Regions from separate parts of the Mus musculus genome. Here all the other regions are linked to region 1. The links are chromatin contacts, called in public HiChIP or PLAC-seq and promoter capture Hi-C maps. All regions are on one chromosome and are shown on one strand. Each heading gives the region's core, a stretch centred on a gene start, on an enhancer-like site or on the middle of the called end of the contact. The rest is flanking DNA. Distances are from core to core; before and after follow the strand shown. Region 1 holds the start of Ifih1 (interferon induced with helicase C domain 1). Region 2 holds the start of Slc4a10 (solute carrier family 4, sodium bicarbonate cotransporter-like, member 10). Region 3 holds the start of Kcnh7 (potassium voltage-gated channel, subfamily H (eag-related), member 7).

The links. Promoter capture Hi-C pulls out the DNA fragments that hold promoters and counts their contacts. HiChIP or PLAC-seq counts read pairs in DNA pulled down with a chosen protein or histone mark.
Region 2: a promoter capture Hi-C map of hippocampal neurons shows a contact between it and region 1, with 2.2 times the contacts expected there. The contact joins the promoter of Slc4a10 here to the promoter of Ifih1 in region 1. A contact is called at or near these places in 3 of 39 promoter capture datasets (embryonic stem cells and hippocampal neurons), 1 of 15 datasets of contacts at CTCF or cohesin (large pre-B cells), 1 of 484 Hi-C or Micro-C datasets (cerebral cortex) and 3 of 115 datasets of contacts at active chromatin or transcription factors (astrocytes, forebrain and large pre-B cells).
Region 3: a contact with region 1 is called in an H3K4me3 HiChIP or PLAC-seq map of embryonic forebrain, with 4 times the contacts expected there. The contact joins the promoter of Kcnh7 here to the promoter of Ifih1 in region 1. A contact is called at or near these places in 1 of 484 Hi-C or Micro-C datasets (the HL-1 cell line) and 2 of 115 datasets of contacts at active chromatin or transcription factors (embryonic forebrain and forebrain).

The regions. Positions count from the first base shown.
Region 1 is chr2:62,644,994-62,647,508 of GRCm38.p6, forward strand. Ifih1 (interferon induced with helicase C domain 1) reads right to left here and starts at 1,262. Exons shown (of 16, transcript NM_027835.3): 1 at 485-1,262. The coding sequence starts at 937.
Region 2 is chr2:62,045,257-62,047,771 of GRCm38.p6, forward strand. It overlaps Slc4a10 (solute carrier family 4, sodium bicarbonate cotransporter-like, member 10), which reads left to right and starts at 1,259. Exons shown (of 26, transcript NM_033552.3): 1 at 1,259-1,436. The coding sequence starts at 1,389.
Region 3 is chr2:63,183,032-63,185,546 of GRCm38.p6, forward strand. It overlaps Kcnh7 (potassium voltage-gated channel, subfamily H (eag-related), member 7), which reads right to left and starts at 1,256. Exons shown (of 16, transcript NM_133207.2): 1 at 971-1,256. The coding sequence starts at 1,046. Gm34110 (a long non-coding RNA gene) reads left to right here and starts at 672. Exons shown (of 3, transcript XR_866371.2): 1 at 672-1,271.

The sequences.
Region 1 (2,515 bases), core at 12-2,511:
CAACCGTGAAAAGGCAACTATAAAAAAGTATATAATAAGCACTAAGGACGAGAGTTCCAATAAAACTTTATCAACACTTACAATTGAAAAATCAGACAGCTAAAGAACATTCTTAGTTTCTGGTTCTTAAAATACGAATAGAAGGCTAGATGCAGCGGGTGGGCCATAGCTTACTGGCTGACATACTGAGGAATAGGTAAAACTAAATCATAAAATTCAGTATCACCTGGAATTGATTAATCATAATGATGGCAAGGCCGCTTCTGTTCTTCCTGGGAGACCAAGAATGAATTGTTTAACTTACCTTGTTTTTCTCATCTGTTAAATGGACTCCCTGTGGGTTATTTTGAACAATTATACAAGATGGGGAGGTTGCGCTGACAGAAGTCAAAAGCCGCCCTCTAGGGAAAAAATGTACAAGCAACCCTGCTTCCTGCTTCCCAAAATCTTCCAGAAACCTGTCTCCGACTACATTGACACCTACCCGATTTCTGTCTTCGACTGTCAATAGTCCCTTCTCGAAGCAAGTGTCCAAGACATCGTTAATCAGAAGTTTGTCCACCAAAGTGGGCTGGAGGAGGGTCAGCAAGTGGAGACACTCGTCATGGGCAGTCTCAGAGGAAGGAGAGGGCAGATCAGTGAGTGTGGGTTTGACATAGCGCGCGGCTAGGGGATTGCCACTGTGCTCTAGGGCCTCCACGAACATCTGCGTCCATCCCAGAGGCCATTGTCCCTGCTCCAAGGTGCTCAGCAGCAGTTCTGCCGCGCTGGTGTTACCACAGGTGTTGATCTTTTTAAGAATCTGCTCTTTGGTTTCTGCAGACAGAAAGATGAGGTGGTCCAGCACTGGCTCCACCTGAATGTACATTTTCAGCCTGGGCCTGAAGAATAAGATGAGATTCCTGAAGCTGTCCTCTGCAGAACAGACAATCGACATCGTGAGGTCTCAGGAAATGGGAGAGGAGTCTCCCGGGCGGGCGGGGCGGGCGGGAGGACGATCCTCAGGTGGCAGTGAATGTGTCCCCGCCTGAACTGCCTGAGAGCCGCAGGTACCAAGTAGCCTCCGAGCACCGGATCGATCGGTGGCACCCGGCAGGGGGCAGACGAGCCAGGACAGCGCTGCAACTGGTGGGCACAGACCCGGGACCGCTCTCGCTCTGCGGCCGCTGGGACGTTCACCCTCAGGGAGCTTTAAGTATTGCCTTCCACCCACAGATCGGTTTCTGTTTCGATTCTCTTCTCCAGACTTTCCTAACGTCAACTTCCGGGCCAGAGAATAAGTTTCGTGAGGGTGGAGGAGGCCTGTGGAAGCGGCGGGTTAGGTGAGGACTTTGGTCAAGAGCACCGTGAGAAAGTGAGAAACAGGAAAGGGAACGCGAATTCTTCCTTGTGTTGAGAAAGCAAGCGGTACTCTGCACTATTTTATTTAAGGATACTTTTGTCTTCACCGCTGGGTGCCGCTTAGAAGACTGTACTCACTTGTCAGTTAATAGGGAGAGGGCGAGGAAGGTCTTGGGGGAAAGGAAGAATTGCCCCTAAGCCTTGATGTGAAAATTGAGTTATTCTCATTTGTGGGGATCAAGGGGTGGGGGTGGGGGTGGGGCAGACAAAGAGAGGTTCCAGACCTCCAGGGGGCGTTTCTGCATCCATCCTACCATAAACTTCCCGCCCAGTGGGGTCCCAAAAACTAATTTGTTCCTCCAAGAACGGGGGCTTAAGTATGAAAAAGTGAACTACTCTCAACAGCTTTATTTTCTCATGCTTTGTTTGGCGGTGTAATATTTATTCAGCTTTGACCGGGGCCTGCCTAATGACAGATGCATGCTGACTTTAGCCACCAACTGAGTTTAGGAGGAAGCCAAGACTGAAGGCTTCCTAACTCCCAGTATGCAAGGTCCCTGTATTCTCTAGTAGACAACTCTCTTACAATAAAACAAAAACAAAACAACAATACAAAACCCTCAACAACTTATTTTTTATATAGCTGCCATTCTTTTCTTGGACTGATTACAACACGTTTTGGCTGAAGCATCTAGTAACTTAATTAGCAACTAATGCACTGCCTTGGAGTAAACATTACCATTTGTCTATGTCATGGGAGGGAGAAAAGAGGCGTTCAGAGTGAGAAATAAAGACAGCAGCTTTGTTTCAGTACAGAAAGAGCATAAAAGAGAGTCTGTAGGTTGCCGTCCCCCAAGCAGGCAACTAGACCACCAGCTATGGAGGAACATTAACACTTTGAAAAGAACTTCCTGGCCCAGAATCCTATGGAGAATAGAAGCTATCAGATAGTCACGTTTAGAAAAATTAATCTTTTAGAGGAGATATTCACTGAAATCTGGGGAGGCCAGGGAGGCCTGGGATTCTTTGAAAACAGTAGGAGAGCTGCAAGATTTTCATGAACCTCGTGACAGCGTTCAAAATAACCAGAGCAGCACTTTATGCCATGCCCTCCTGTTAGTCTCTAGTTACGATTACAAACCTGAGATCCACTCTAAACGATTGTAAGCTGCAC
Region 2 (2,515 bases), core at 9-2,508, 600 kb before region 1:
CAATAAAAACTTATTTTAAGAATTGTATTGAAGATGAAAAAGTTATCCATAATTCCATCTACAATAAGAGATATATAAACTTTAGTGTATTATTAATATTATTTTATGTAAATTCCCACCATTAAGGATTATAAAATCTGGTGGCTTTTTAAGTTTATAATAAATTATAGCCATCCTCTTTTAGCTCCTAAGAGATTTTTATTTTTATATACTTTAAACTTTTATATTCTTAGTCTGAGGTCCAGGGATAGATGGATTTCATTACTTAAAATAGATACAACCAGGAACTGTTTTGGCCGCCCCCTATAATCTCAACATTTAAGACTAAGAGACAGGACGATAACCATTTCAAGGCTACTCTTTGCTTCTTACTGAGACCCTCTCTCAAAGACCTAAGAGATGGACATACAGCTCAGCGGTAAATATTTGCCTAGCATATCTGAAGCCCTGGGGTTGACTGCACATTCAGAAGACAGATCCCATAATTAATTTCAAGAAATATGTATGCAAAATGAATTCCATAATTATTTAAAGAATGTGTGTGTAGACCATCGCCAATGTCTTTTTTCTAATGGTGTTCTTTGACTCCTCTCCTTCCATGAATTACTTAACTAGTTAAGGCAAGGAATATATGCCTAAGCTACTGATCAGATTTGCCACCTTTTAATTGACCTTTAATATATTTTAGTCATTGCTATTGCTATTGTCAGAATATTTTCCATTCCTGTCTGTTTTGAGAGACAAATTTTAGAAAAAAATCCTTTTTAATAGTGTATGACTTGCCAGTTTCTCACAATTTAAACATAGTAAATGTCTATTTTACCACTTACATTTTTAAGTTAGTGAATGGTTCAAGCTCACTGACATTCTAATTTTGAAGTCATATTACCTCAAATATCATACTAAATGATAGTAGGTAAGAGAACTCCTATTTAGACTTTGCATTGACATCACCATATTTGAACTATTATTTCCTATTGGATTCTGGAATGCAGTGAGTGTCTTAAGGTGTCAAAATCAGACTGAACTGGTTAGAGGCCAGCATGAACTCATTTGTTTAAGAAGTTATCATCTCAGGCAAAATTCTCACTGCCCTTTGGACTTGTAGCATCATCGTCTGTACTTTATACAAGTATCCAGGTGTGGGCAGTGATTCAGGGCTTGGGGATCTCTCTTACCGGCCCAAGGATTCAAGGCAATCAGTGCAAAACCTGGCCAGCAGCCCGAGTGAGTAGGAGCCATGTGACTCTGGTGAGTTGGAGTGTGCAGTTGCCTCCTGCTTCAGAGCTACCTGATCCGAATACTAAGCAGAGCGAGTGCCCGGCTGAGTGGAAGACACTGAAGACACTGCAGAGCAAGGTGCTTTTTTTCCAGAGGTGTTACAGAACATGGAGATTAAAGACCAGGGAGCCCAAATGGAGCCGCTGCTGCCTACGGTAAGAGACAACCTGCTGTCAAATAGATTAACCGCTTTGCTGCTGAACCTGTCAGGCAAGTGGTACGCTGCTAGGTGCTGGCAGAGTGTACTTTTGGGGTGGTGGATAGCTCCCACAGCATATGGACAGGGTCTCCTCCCATCTCCGGAGACCAAAATGCTTAAAGCAGAGCACATGCTTTTTTTTTTTTTTTTCCCTCCTCAATATGGATGCAGCATGGTGATGAAATGTCTCATATTTGTTGCTGTTTGAAGAAATGGCTAGGGTTTAGCAGCAGGGACAGTTATGTGTCTTTCTCTCTGCCTGCTATTGCTTATCTTTCTGTTTCCGAAGATTTGCAGTGCTGACTCAAGCTCCTGCAAAGAACCCCCAAACCCCCTTATCCTATTTAGCCCTTAATACATTTCTTCCTGTGCTCCATCCTCAGGCAGTGAGGTGAGGGAATCTGCTGCTGTTTTGAAGCTCTAGAGATTTGATCTCAGCAGAAAACGGGAAAAGGGTCGTGTGTGTGTGTGTGTGTGTGTGTGTGTGTGTGTGTGTGTGTGTGTGTGTGTGAGTGTGTGTGGTCTGTCAGTTCTTTCTCAAATGGACGTGTGCCACAGTTCGTGTATGTGGAAGGTATGCGCTTTTGGAGACAGGCATACTATTCACATATGAGTATCTGAAAGGTTCCTGAACTGTCATTTGACATTAGCCCATTTGTTTATCGCTGGGTCCGTTAGCCGCCTGCTTGATTTAATATTTGGTGTGATTGATTTGCCTGTCTTCTACACAATCCCTCTGTCTGGCGCACAGACTTTGACTTAAGGCAGCATCCCTTTTAGTCTGGGGCAGCTCAAGGGAGGCGTGGGTGAGGGGTGGGAGGAGGTCAGTATATACATGGTGAAGCGGAGATGCCAAACGTTAGCTCCTAGCTTTCTATCAGCGTGATCATTGCTCAGAACAGCAGAAATCTCCGCAGCACCAAACCATGTAAGAGAGAAGCTCTTCGGTTGTGACCCACCTTGCAGACTAGGACCGCTGTAAACTGTCCTTTTCCAAATCCGTTCTCATCTTTCTAATACACAGTTATGTGATTC
Region 3 (2,515 bases), core at 6-2,505, 540 kb after region 1:
TTTTATGTAATAGATATTTTAATTCAAGTCACATTAGGTGTGATAACAAGTTATATTTGCTATTTCCATAAAGAATATGGAACAGAATAGAGAAGTTAATGTTGTTCACAGGTACCAGATCTTCACATCACTAAGTGCAGTACTGGAGAAACATATAATGTATGCAACATAAATGCACGCTGAGGTAGATTTAGTGCAGAATACAAATGGATAACTACAGGATTTTAAATTATTATATTTATAGAAAATAATTCCTGGTGGCTTGCTTACATGAGTACAGAAATTTTTTTTCTACATTCAATCTCTGTGGGATTTACAGACTGCCCTTCAATTTTTAAATTTCTACACCTTATATTTAGGGAGCGACAAAGAGACACAAATACGGTTTTTCAGTAGTGAGCTGCTTGCACTCAAACCAGTCCACTGCTCACCAAATTATTCTTTTGCGTCTATTTTCAGTTTCCGTACAAAGTTCAGTTTTAAGAGCCAACTAACATCAAGCAAACAGCATCCTTGACATTCCACAGCCCAGCAGTTTACCAGCAGAAAACAGTTTGCATAGCTGTTGGCATCGCCACTACCATTTACATGTTCTTGTTTCCAGCCTATAGTCGGTTCTGCTCCTGACTTTACAAAGTCTGCCACAGAAAAAGCTTTAGAATACAAGCCCATGTTTTACCAGCACGTTCCCTTTAAGGTAGTAGACTAGTAGGGCATGAAGTAGCAAGGCAGATAATGGAGCAGTGGGAGAGGAGGATCAAATTGCCTTGTACAATGGAGTCCATAATATAAAATGTAAATCCAAATTAATATTAGAACACCCCCGCTGCCATCTGAACTGCCTGCCTGGCTTTCCCAGCCTCTAACTTGACAACCTGGAGTTGTCCATCCCTCTAGCTTGGAAGTGACGGACGCCAAGTGCTCTACCAAAGCAGAAAGCGAGCGACAGGGAGAGAACAAACGAACTTACTCTGCCCTTCAAATTTCCGTATGATGGTCCCCAGGAAGGTGTTTTGCGGTGCCACATGCCCCCTGCGAACAGGCATGTTGCCCCGGGTCTTCGCCGAGCGCTCCGAGCTCAGAGTTCTCCCGGGATGTCTCCCGGGCTAGAGCCCAGGCCGGCGCGCAAGCCGCTCTTTGTGGCAGCGCATCTTCTTTGGGGAGCAGAAATCTCTTCCCATTAGCACCACTTCGAGACACCCGCGTTCTCCGCCGAAGTCCAATCCATCCCGCTCACCTTCCGGAGGGGGCCTCGCACCGGCCTGCGTCGAGTGAGAGGCTTGGGGGCGGGGAGGGGAGGAGGCGGGGTGCGGGAGGTGGCGGAGGAGGGCCGAGGAACGCGGGGGGCGGGCTGGGCTGGGGTGGCGGGGCGGGGAGTCACAAGGGCAATCGATCTGTTTCTCTTCTCCCAAACAGCGCCAATTTCTCAGTGCAAATGGGCTTAACCTGGCTGTTGCCCAGAGCCCCAAGGATTGCTGGTGGGCGGGGGTGGGGTAGGGTGGAAGACTTGTGCGCCTTTTGCAGGAAGGGAAAAAAGAAAAGGAGGCAGGGTGGGGGTTGACGTTACTGTCCCCGCCCTCTCCCCCTACACACACACACACACACACACACACACACACACACACACACACACAGCCTTTATCCTGGGAGCTTGGGCGCCGCCAGAGCTCGGGTTACTCAAGCGTGCCTTATCGGAAGGCAGCCAAGAAATCTCCCAAACTCAGTGATAAAACAGCTACTCTGGGAAGGTGATCTCCATGGCCACTAGCCACAGGGCTCCATCCTTAAGGGATTCACACTATGGTAGCTAACACGCCCTCAGTTGCAAAGAAAAGACAGGTGGGAAGCCAGCCCAGCCCTTTAATGAGTGCTTCTAGGCTCTGCTGGCGCTCGGGATGCTGAAGATCGAAGATGAGCCACCTAAGAGTGCAGGTACAATTTCAGGGTTCAGCTCTGACCCTGACACCCTCAGGGGTGGTCTCTGAATAAAGCCAGGACTATCCAAAGCACCGCTGAGCATACCGGGTTTCCCCAAGGGAGTCCCAGAGGAGTTGCAATGATGAGGGTGACTGGGTCTCCCTTGTGCTAGAGGTTGACAGAACGATGTTAAGGCCAAAGATTGTGTAAGCAAATGGTACAAAACAAGCCCAGAGTTTGAAAAGGGTGAGGCTGAGCGCCTGGGAGAAGGAACAAAAGGTGGGTGGGGCTAGGAGTTCCCTGCCTTCAAGTGACCTCCCTTGTTAATTACCTCCTAAACCCAGTAGCCAAATTCCTTCTGTTTTCTCACCTTTGCTAAGGGAGTACTTGCATAAGACAGAGTTCCAAGGGAAACATTGAGACCTCTTCCTTTTAGCTTCACAGAGGCTTCCCATGTGGGAATCTCTTCCTGATTATACATGCACTTTGTTTGGTTCATATGTTCCTGGAGACTTAAGGCAAGCTGTGCTAAGGAAACATCTTTTCAAAGTAGATTTTTCCAGGTTTCTTCTCCTCTCCTCTTACTTCTCTCCCTTCA